Regions from separate parts of the Sus scrofa genome. Here region 1 is linked to region 2. A link is a contact called in public Hi-C data. All regions are on one chromosome and are shown on one strand. The core of a region is the stretch at or near the end of the contact, and the rest is flanking DNA. Distances in the headings are between cores, read along the strand shown. Region 1 holds the start of LOC100517145 (complement C3). Region 2 holds the start of OLFM2 (noelin-2).

Region 1 (4,385 bases), core at 230-2,729, 83 kb before region 2:
CCTGCTGGGGTCTCCATCCTTGCGGACAAAGCTCTGGGCGGGATCTTGGAGTATCAGTGGAATGGGAGCTCTGTGGCTCTGCCTTTGGGAACAAGGTCCCCACGTGTGTGGTCCAGGTTGCTCCTGAACAAGCACACCCACCCAGCCCAGGAGGGATGCGATTCCTTTTAGGCTCAGCTTCCCAAGACACCAGCAGAGGGCGCCTTTGAACTAATTTGCACAGAGGCGTTATATGGGCTAATCCAGACGACTTAAGGCACTTTATTTTTATTTTATCTATCATCTATCTGTCTGTCTATCTATCTATCTACCCATCTATCTGTCTTTGGCTGTGACCTCGTCATACATAAGTTCCCGGGCCAGGGATGGAACCAGAGCCATAGCAGTGACGACACTGGATCCTTAAACTGCTGTGCCACAAGAGAGCTCCATGGGACTTGGGATTTCTAAATGGACAGGACAGAGTTCCCTGGTGTCTCAGTGGATTAAGGATCTGGCGTTGTCACTGCTATGGTGCGATCCCTAGCCCTGGAATTTACACATGTGCGAGTAGTGGGAGGGAAAAAAAAAAAAAAAAAAAAAAAGCGAAACATGGGACTACTAAGTATATCCAGGCACTGCACCTCTTCTCCAGTGAGCCTCATGGGAAGTCTCTCTAGAGTCCGCCCCTCTCCACTCTTGGTGCTGACCCAGCACCTCCCCTTCCGGCTGCCCATCCTGGCCTGTCACCCACCGTCACCGGTGTCTGGTCCATAAAGTTGTTCTCTGGTGAGAGAATGAGCTGGCTCCTGGCCACGATGGTCTTCTTCATGGGGAAGTCCCACACGGTGAGATTGACCTCGAGGGGCCTGGTGAGGGGCTCTCCGGAGTCTGAGTGAGCCTGCACATGGATGTTCTCTGGACTGCTGACCCGCAGGACCCGGGGGGTCACCAGCATGTACCTGCCAGCAGACAAAGAGGCACAGGGGGACTCAAGTGGGGGAAGTGATGGATGGGGTGGCATGCAAGGGCATCAGGCAGATGGCAGATGTCCCCTGGTTCTCCAGACTCACAGTGGCTCAGCATGGACGACTTGGGCCCCCAGGAGGAGCAGAATCAACCCCAGGGGCCAGGGCACATCCATGGCGGTGGGAGGATGATGTGGGGCCACGAGCCACAGATGCTTGTCCTCTGGTCCACCCCAGCTCTGCTCTGTTTGCCTTGCCTTGGCCTGTCCCCTGAGTTAATATCTAAACGATGGTGGGGAGGACATTCCCATAAATCCAGGTGGCAGGAGGGGGCCCCTTCTCCCTCCTCAGCTGGGCCTCCAAGGCATGGGGGGTTGGGGATATTTGCATAGAGAAGGGTTTCCGCCCCACCCCCTGCCTTGGGGAGGTCAGCGTATTAGGAAGGCTGCCTTTCCCATCAGCCTAGGGGGCTTATCTTGAAGCCCTGCCCCCACGCCCTCCCCCAGCAGGGAGCCTGGCTCACGTGGCCCTGGGCATGAACTCCAGGCTTGGGTTGGGATTGGCTGGCAGGGGCAGGAGGAGACAGGCTAGTCCCCACCTCTGTCCTTGTGAAACTGGCAAGAGTTGCTAGGGTAGCTGCTCACACGGCAGCTCAGGCATTATGTTTTCATTTCCCAATCACAGGCACAATCTGCCACATGGTGTTTAGCTCCTTGGCCCCGGAACCCACTGAAATGGAAGCTTCTGGAAAATGCACAGGTCAAGTCCTCTCCCAGGGCTTCAGATCTTTCTGCACCCAGCATGAGCCGCATGGTTCTTCTCCTTCCTTTCAGGAGACGACTACACTTGGTAAATTGCGACATTGTCCATTATTCCTAAATCATGCCAATCTCTCTGGGCTCCTTCTCCAGAAGGCAAATGATACATCTTAAACCAGGGAGGAAAACACATCATGCTTGAAGCATTTCTGGAAGAAGGCTTTCTCTATCTTGAAGGAATTCTCACTGGCTGTTTAATATGCCTGTTTGTAGGGGCTTGGAAAAGGGAATAGGGAGCTTGACAAGAGCAAAGCCATTTTGCTGCCACCATCCATCTTGGTGAACTTAAGGTGACTCATACGAGGGCTCTGAGAAAAACAAAGTCATTAGGACTTGAGAAACTCCGGGCCCCGATTGTTCTAAAGAAATTCAAAAATAGCTAGGTTGTACTTGAAGTCAATCATTAAAGTAACAATATAAGACATTCTGTACAGCTATACATCTTTCTGTATCCTGCATGTAATAAAGATTAATGTAGCATGTTAGACACATAAGCAAGCACTATAAATGTGTCTTCCCCTTTCTGTTCGGGGTCCATGATTGGGAAGCAATTTCCTGTGAACACACCGGCGTAGTAAAGCTGTTCTCCATCTTCCTCGAGTGTCCTCTGAGGTGATTTCTGGGAATTCTATGACATGTTAAAGATGTTGAACCCAGTTTGTGGTGTCTGCCTCTTAGAAGCAGGTAGGGTTGCAGACAAGGTTGCCTGGTTCTTTCTTTTTCAATCACCGTCAGCTTGGAAGGGTCCCAAGATCTCCTCCACACAATGATGATAATATACATTTATGTAACCAAGTTTCACTGAGTATTTAATACAAACTTGGCCCTACTTAGCAGGCTGGAGACACAGCAATGACCATAATAGGCAAGGTCCCTGCTTGAGTCAAGTGGACGTTCTCTGAGAACTTACTAATGTCTATGACGCAATTTCTTCTTAAACCTCACAGCCTCCTGTGATTCAGGTGCAATGTGTACCCACTTTCCAGATTCTTTTTTTTTAAGGGGGGGGGGAGGAGAAGGTTAGACAAGGTGAATGAATGAATGAGTGAATTGCTTTTTAGGGGCCTGCAACTGCAGCATATGGAAATTCCCGGGCTAGGGGTCGAATCAGAGTTGCAGCTGCCGGCCACTGCCATAGCCACAGCAACGCTGGATCCTCAACCCGCTGAGCGAGGCCAGGGATTGAACCCACATCCTCATGGATACTTGTTGGTTTCTTAACCCACTGAGCCACAGTGGAAACTCCCTCTAGATTCTATCCTTGTAGAGAGCTGGGAAACCAAATGTGTCAGACAAAAGGGGGGAAAGTCATTTATTCCCCAGGCATTTATTATGTACCTACTATGTGACAGGCACTGTTCTATGGCTCCGTGAACACTCACAGACTAAAACTAAAATTACCACCCATTTTACCGATGAGAAACTGAGGCCCTGAGTGGGTGAGCATCTTACCCAGTGTCAGGCAGGTGAACCCTGAGGATGAGTAATGCTCTTAAGTCTGTGGTAAACAATCTCTTATGAAGCAAAGAATCAAAGAATTGAACTAAGGCCAGGATCAGGGAAGCAGGTGAGACCTCATTTAGAAGCTTCTAGAACATTGGTATTCCACCGCTGTCTCAGGCTTTCAGGGAATTTCCACTGGTTCTGTTCAGCTTTCCTGTGGCTGGGGCTGAGTTCTCCCCTTCACATCTTCATCTCCATCTCAGGAAAGGGGACTATGCAAAGGTGAGGAGCTGCAGGGCTTTATTCTCAGTCCTTCCCATCTTTCTCTCCAGTCTGGGCTCCCTCCCCTGGTGCCAGTGTCTCTGTCTCCCCAGTGGGGAGGTGGGTGCCAGGTGGGTGCATTCAAGCCTCTTTGCAGCACACCCAGGCCGGTAGGTTCAGGGAAGTTTTGATCCGCTGGCCACACAGTGGTTTAAGGAACTGGCATTGCTGCTGCATGGGTCACAACTATGGCTGGGATCTGATCCCTGGCCCCAGAACTCCATATGCAGAAGGGTAGCCAAAAAAGAAACTAACACAACATTATAAATCAACTATACTTCAATTAAAAACAACAGAGAGAGAGCTCAAGGCGCTAAGAGGTCGGGAGAGTAGCTGTGGGCTCCACCCAGGTCTGCCGCAGCTGTTAAAGGTAAAGGCCAAATCTCCCGAACTTGGCCACTAGAGGGCGCCAGCGAACCTCCCGCCAGACACAGAGCCGCGCTCGGCCTCCTCCCGCAGGAATGCCCGCGGCGGAGGGAGGGCACGTTGGCCACAAGCCCAGAGCAGCTGCTGCTGCTGCTCGGATTCCGCCCGCCTTCCCCTCCCTGGGACTCTCGGTTTGCAGCCGGGTAAGCCGGGGCGGGAGGGGCGGCCCTGCGGGGATGTGTGGCCTCGGTGTTCGCCCCCTCCTCCTGGGCTTTTAGCCCGAGGCTTCCCGGGAAAGGCCGGGCAGGACCCGGGAGGCCAGGATTATCACCCATAACAACATGGCAACAAAAGGCTGTCGTTTATGATCCACCTACTAAGTTTCTGCCCTCAGTGGGACCATCTGCTGCTACCAGAGCCTCCACTCTACGGATGAGGAAACTGAGTCTCAGAGAGGAACGTTGGTTGTCAGGAACTTAGTGTGGACCGT
Region 2 (4,580 bases), core at 627-3,126:
AGCCTGGGAAATGTAGTTTGTAGGGATCAAGGGAAGCTGGGAAATGTAGTTTTCAGGGCCCTCTCTCCTGATACAGAGGAGAAGACCTAAGGGCATATTGACCAATGCTAACCACACAATCCAGGCCACAGCTTGACCATGCCAATGACCTCCTCAGTGACCAGGGGCAAAGATGATATTGTTCATGGTCCTGACACACACTGCTCTGTAGGAAAGGGACAAACAGGGCCCTGCCCCACCCCTGTGCTGACCACAGCCCTCTCTTGGTCAAGAGTATGTGGGTTCCAACAGCCAATATCCCTCTCCTACTCCATGCCTACTGCAGGCTTGGCAAAGGACCATGTTCCCTTTTAGAAAGAGGAGATAGAGGGATGGATGAGATGCCTTCCTGGCTCAGATTCTGTTCTGTGTCCCACATTCCATGGCCAATGTCCTTCACTGGCCCCATGCTTTATTGTAGTAATGCCCTCTGGGGACTGAGAGCTGATGAGGTGCCCTATTTACTCCCGAGTCACAGAAGTCCCCAACAACTCAAGAGGAACTAGATCTCCTTAAAGGAAAGCTCTTTGCCTTGGGTCGCCTGGCCAAGAAGTGACAGAACCAGAGTGGAACTGAGGTCCTTTTGGACAAGCTCTTCCTCCTTGTTTGTTTGTTTTTGCTTTTTAGGGCCACACATGTAGCATATGGAAGTTCCCAGGCTAGGGGCTGAATCTGAGCTGCAGCTGCTGGCCTACGCCACAGCCACAGCAATGTGGGATCTGAGCCACATCTGCAACCTACACCACAGCTCACTGCATTGCTGGATCCCTGACCCACTTAGCGAGGCCAGGAATTGAACCTACATCCTCATGGACACCAGTCGTGTTCGTTACTGCTGAGCTGCAACGGGAACACCCTTTTCCTCCTTGTTTTGATGAAACCATCCATAACTTTTCATCTGCCTGCCACCCAGTAGGGTCAGAAAAAAGCCAGGCCTCCCCACTCCTGATATTTTACAGATATTTCCCTCTATAATCTGGCTTGCTTGCTCCCTCAACCAAAAAGCCACAGAGGGACTTTGGGGAAGGAAGTTGATTGGGGAGACTGATGAAAGGGGAGAGGCGGAGGAAGGCTGGAGACTGGACAAGGACGCCTTTCATATGCAAATAGCTTCGTGGGCAGGCAGCGTTAATGTTTTGATTCTCTGGGGAATCTGGTCTCCTGACTTGGGTCATTGAAATGAGAGCGAGAGCCTGTCCTAGGTGTGGTGGGGGAGGGGAGGCTTTGAGCGAGAGGGTCTCTGGGGAAGGGAGATGTGTGAAAACAAGATGCCCACCAGCTGGCCATCCCCTTGGGCCCGCGTAGCAGTCTCCCGCCACCTGTATCTGTTTCTCACTTTCTGTCTCCATCTCTCCCCCTGCACCGTGGTCCCAGCAGTGACCCACTTCTACCAACGTTCAATTCCACAGACTTGCCTCAGTTTCTCCGTAGACAGATGAGTTCTTTAAAGAAGAGGCCTCTCAGTTTCTCTTCTGCTACCAGGCCTTCCTCTTCCTTCCTTCGCCCCTGGACCCCCCCCCGCCCCTCGCCCCTCGCCCCTCGCCCCTCACCCCTCATTTATAACGTAGGAAATGTCTAGGGAGGGTGAAATTGACAACCACGTGACGGAGCCCCCTATCCTCCCCCATCCCCATGACCCTCCCCCATCCCCAAGACCTGCCCCAGTAATGGCCTCTGGGCTGTGGGTTGCGTCCCCAGCTCCCCTCCCCTGTGTCAGCTTCCCCCGCCCCTTCCCCGCCCCCAGACCCAGCCCGGTCGGCGCCCGAAGACGAGCTGGGGGCGGGGCGGGGGGGGCGGAGCCCGCAACAAAGACTGGGAGCTTGCGAGGGGGGCGGGGGTGGGGCGGAATCCCAGCCGCCGGCGAGGCGGGGGAGGTGGCGGCGGAGGGTCGCCCCAGCCGGGCGGGCGGGATCGCGCATGGTCGCGGTCCTCGTGCCGAGGCGCCGCTAGGGCGGGCGGGGGACCGGACGCCGGGCCGGGGGCACGTCATGTGGCCGCTCACGGTCCCGCCGCCGCCGCCGCTGCTGCTGCTGCTGCTGTGCTCAGGCCTCGCCGGACAGGTAGGGGCCCGGCGGGCAGGTGCGGGCGCAGAGGGCTCCAAGCGGGGAGTGGGCTTTGGGGTTCCGGCTGAAAAGGGATTGGGGACCCCCTGAGCCCCCCTGGGCTTCGAGGGAGAGGGGTCGCAGCGAGGGAGGGGCTGGGACGTCCACCCTGGCTCTGGGAATAAGAAGGGGAGCTTCACATCCAGCCTCAAGCTGGGATGGTTTGGGGGACAACCTGAACCCAGCTTCGGGGTTCTCAGCCTCTCGGTGACCCGGAGCTCACATCCGCCGTCTCGCACAAGCTGAGTGGGGTGGTAGTGGGGGGACTTCAGGGGGCCTTGGGTGTTGCTTATCCTTCACGCCCCCATCATGGCAGGAGGTACCCGGTTTTTACAGCCCCCCACTCCTCTCCCGCACCCCCGGTGTGGGAAAGGGGGCGGGACTCACGTGTGAGTGACTGACGGGGACGTGTGTGAGGTACTGGAGGGGTGCTGGGTAAAACGTGTGTGTGCCTTTGTCACACGGCTGGGTGTGACTGAGAGTTTTGTGTGTGGCTGTGCAGTTGTATATCCCACTGTGCGTGAGTTGGGGCGTGATGGGGAGAGGGTGTTTGTGCGTGAGGCAGTCTGTGTGTGACAGTGGGAGGCTGAGACCAGGGGGCTGATGTGACAGTGTGAGGCTTGTGAGCCTGCGACTGGAGTTGTGTGTCTGTGTGTGACTGGCAATGTGACAGCAAGTGAGGACTGTGCTAATCCCAGTGGGATTTGGGCATCTGTAGCTGTGTGTAAAGGACCGTGTGTGTCTGTGTCCTCATGGCTCTGTCCGTCTGCCCGGGTGTTGTACAAAACGTGTGTGACCAGGTGTGTGGCTGTGTGGGAGCTTTGGGTAACCGTGTGTCATTCTGTGCCCGAATTAAGTCACTCTAAAAGGGGGTGTTCGGGCAAGGGCTGTGTGTGCAAAAGTGTGTGTTGTTGCCTCCCACACTCCATTCATGCTTTCAGGAAAGTATGTCCCTCTATGGTCCCTCATCTCTTGATTAGGCTTGGGGGGCTGGCAAAAGGTAGGGGGGTCCCAGCTTTTTCAGCTATTGTGAAACCTCTTTCCTCTTCCATCTTGGGGGGGACACCCGCCCAAGTTCTCAGATCTTTAGGAGCTCAGAGGGAAACTGGAATCCAAAATAATAAAATAATAATTATAATTACAGCTAACACTTCTTAAGTGCTTATTATGTGCTGGGCCCAATTTCAGCACACAGAATGAACTAAGGCATTTAAGCCTTAGAGCTCCTACTGGTGGATGCTTGTTACCTTCATTTTACAGATGGGGAGGCCGAGGCACAGAAAAGTTAGGTAACTTGTTTAAGTACAGCCAGCTTGAGAGTGGCAGAGCTAGGTTTGAACCAAGGCAGTCCAGCTCCTTGGGTTAAATAATCCATTCCATGGGTGTAGACAGTGCCTGTGTGGACACTAGGAGGGTTTCGAGGTAGATGCTCAGAGGAAAACCTCAGAAGGTCCTGACACCTTCTCTTTCCTGGTCAAGAGAAGAAGCGAATCAGATTCTGATTCACACACCAAGTGAGATATTGGGAGGAATCGAGAGCCAATTCTACAAAGAAGAATTTCCAGGCCACAAGGAGACCTGGTGAAGTCCCCTCCTTCACTCCTCTGTTTCCCCGTCTCAGTACCCACCCATATACTGTCTGGAATGGGAAGTGTACTCAGTGCGAGCATCAGGCTACACACAATAGGTGCTCAATTGATATGTGAGCCCCAAAGAAGTAGAGACCAGAGACCAAAAGAGGCATACACTTCAGAGAATGGTGGGTAAAAATGAACCAGGAGTGAAATTGAATTTGGTGTCCAAGAAGGATCCCACTACCTGGGGATTCTCCCCCACCGCTGCTAGCCCGTGGGAAGCTCTCTTTCCTGTTCTGTCGTCAAGATTGCCAAGGTGGGTGGGAGAGTGCAGTGAGAGGTGCTATTGGATGACCCAAGAGTAAGGTGGGAGATGCTTGGGGGCGGGGATAACATGCAGATTCATGGGGCGGAGCTAAATGAGGCGCTTTGTGGGGCGGGGCTAAAGGCGGATGTGGCGGAAGCTAAACTGGGGTAATCAGCTGGCACGAGGCTGGTGGGGTCCTGCCACCGGCTTCAGTGCCTCCAGGCAGCCACCATGGGCACTACAGCTGTTGTAAACAGGTCTCTGCCCCAGCGTGCCCACCCAGCCTGGTGCCCCAGGGAAGAGAAGAGTCCGGAGGATGGATGCTCTGTCCCCTTTCCTTCCCTCCATCACTTGCCAGAATCCCCTCCTCTGTTCTTGATGGGCTCTGGGCTCCACCAGGGGTCCTTTCTAGAAACCAGTCATTTCTGCATTCAGTCAGCAGATGCGATTAAGCACTGGGGATAAGGCCATGAACCAAGTCATCAAGTCCCAGCCCTCCTGGAGTTGGAGAGGCAGACAGGAACCAAATACATACATAATACAATGTCAACAGCTAAA

The links. Hi-C and Micro-C count contacts between places; a contact is called where the count stands out from the background.
Region 1: a contact with region 2 is called in a Hi-C map of skeletal muscle, with 7 times the contacts expected there. The contact joins the promoter of LOC100517145 here to the promoter of OLFM2 in region 2. A contact is called at or near these places in 2 of 5 promoter capture datasets (fetal skeletal muscle and liver), 26 of 47 Hi-C or Micro-C datasets (adipose tissue, alveolar macrophages, brain and 16 more) and 1 of 2 datasets of contacts at active chromatin or transcription factors (skeletal muscle).

The regions. Positions count from the first base shown.
Region 1 is chr2:68,887,312-68,891,696 of Sscrofa11.1, reverse strand. LOC100517145 (complement C3) reads right to left here and starts at 1,479. Exons shown (of 41, transcript XM_005654852.3): 1 at 1,053-1,479; 2 at 734-941. The coding sequence starts at 1,123. LOC102165061 (a long non-coding RNA gene) reads left to right here and starts at 740. Exons shown (of 4, transcript XR_298095.3): 1 at 740-827; 2 at 1,632-1,796.
Region 2 is chr2:68,804,503-68,809,082 of Sscrofa11.1, reverse strand. It overlaps OLFM2 (noelin-2), which reads left to right and starts at 1,876. Exons shown (of 6, transcript XM_003123228.4): 1 at 1,876-2,099. The coding sequence starts at 2,028.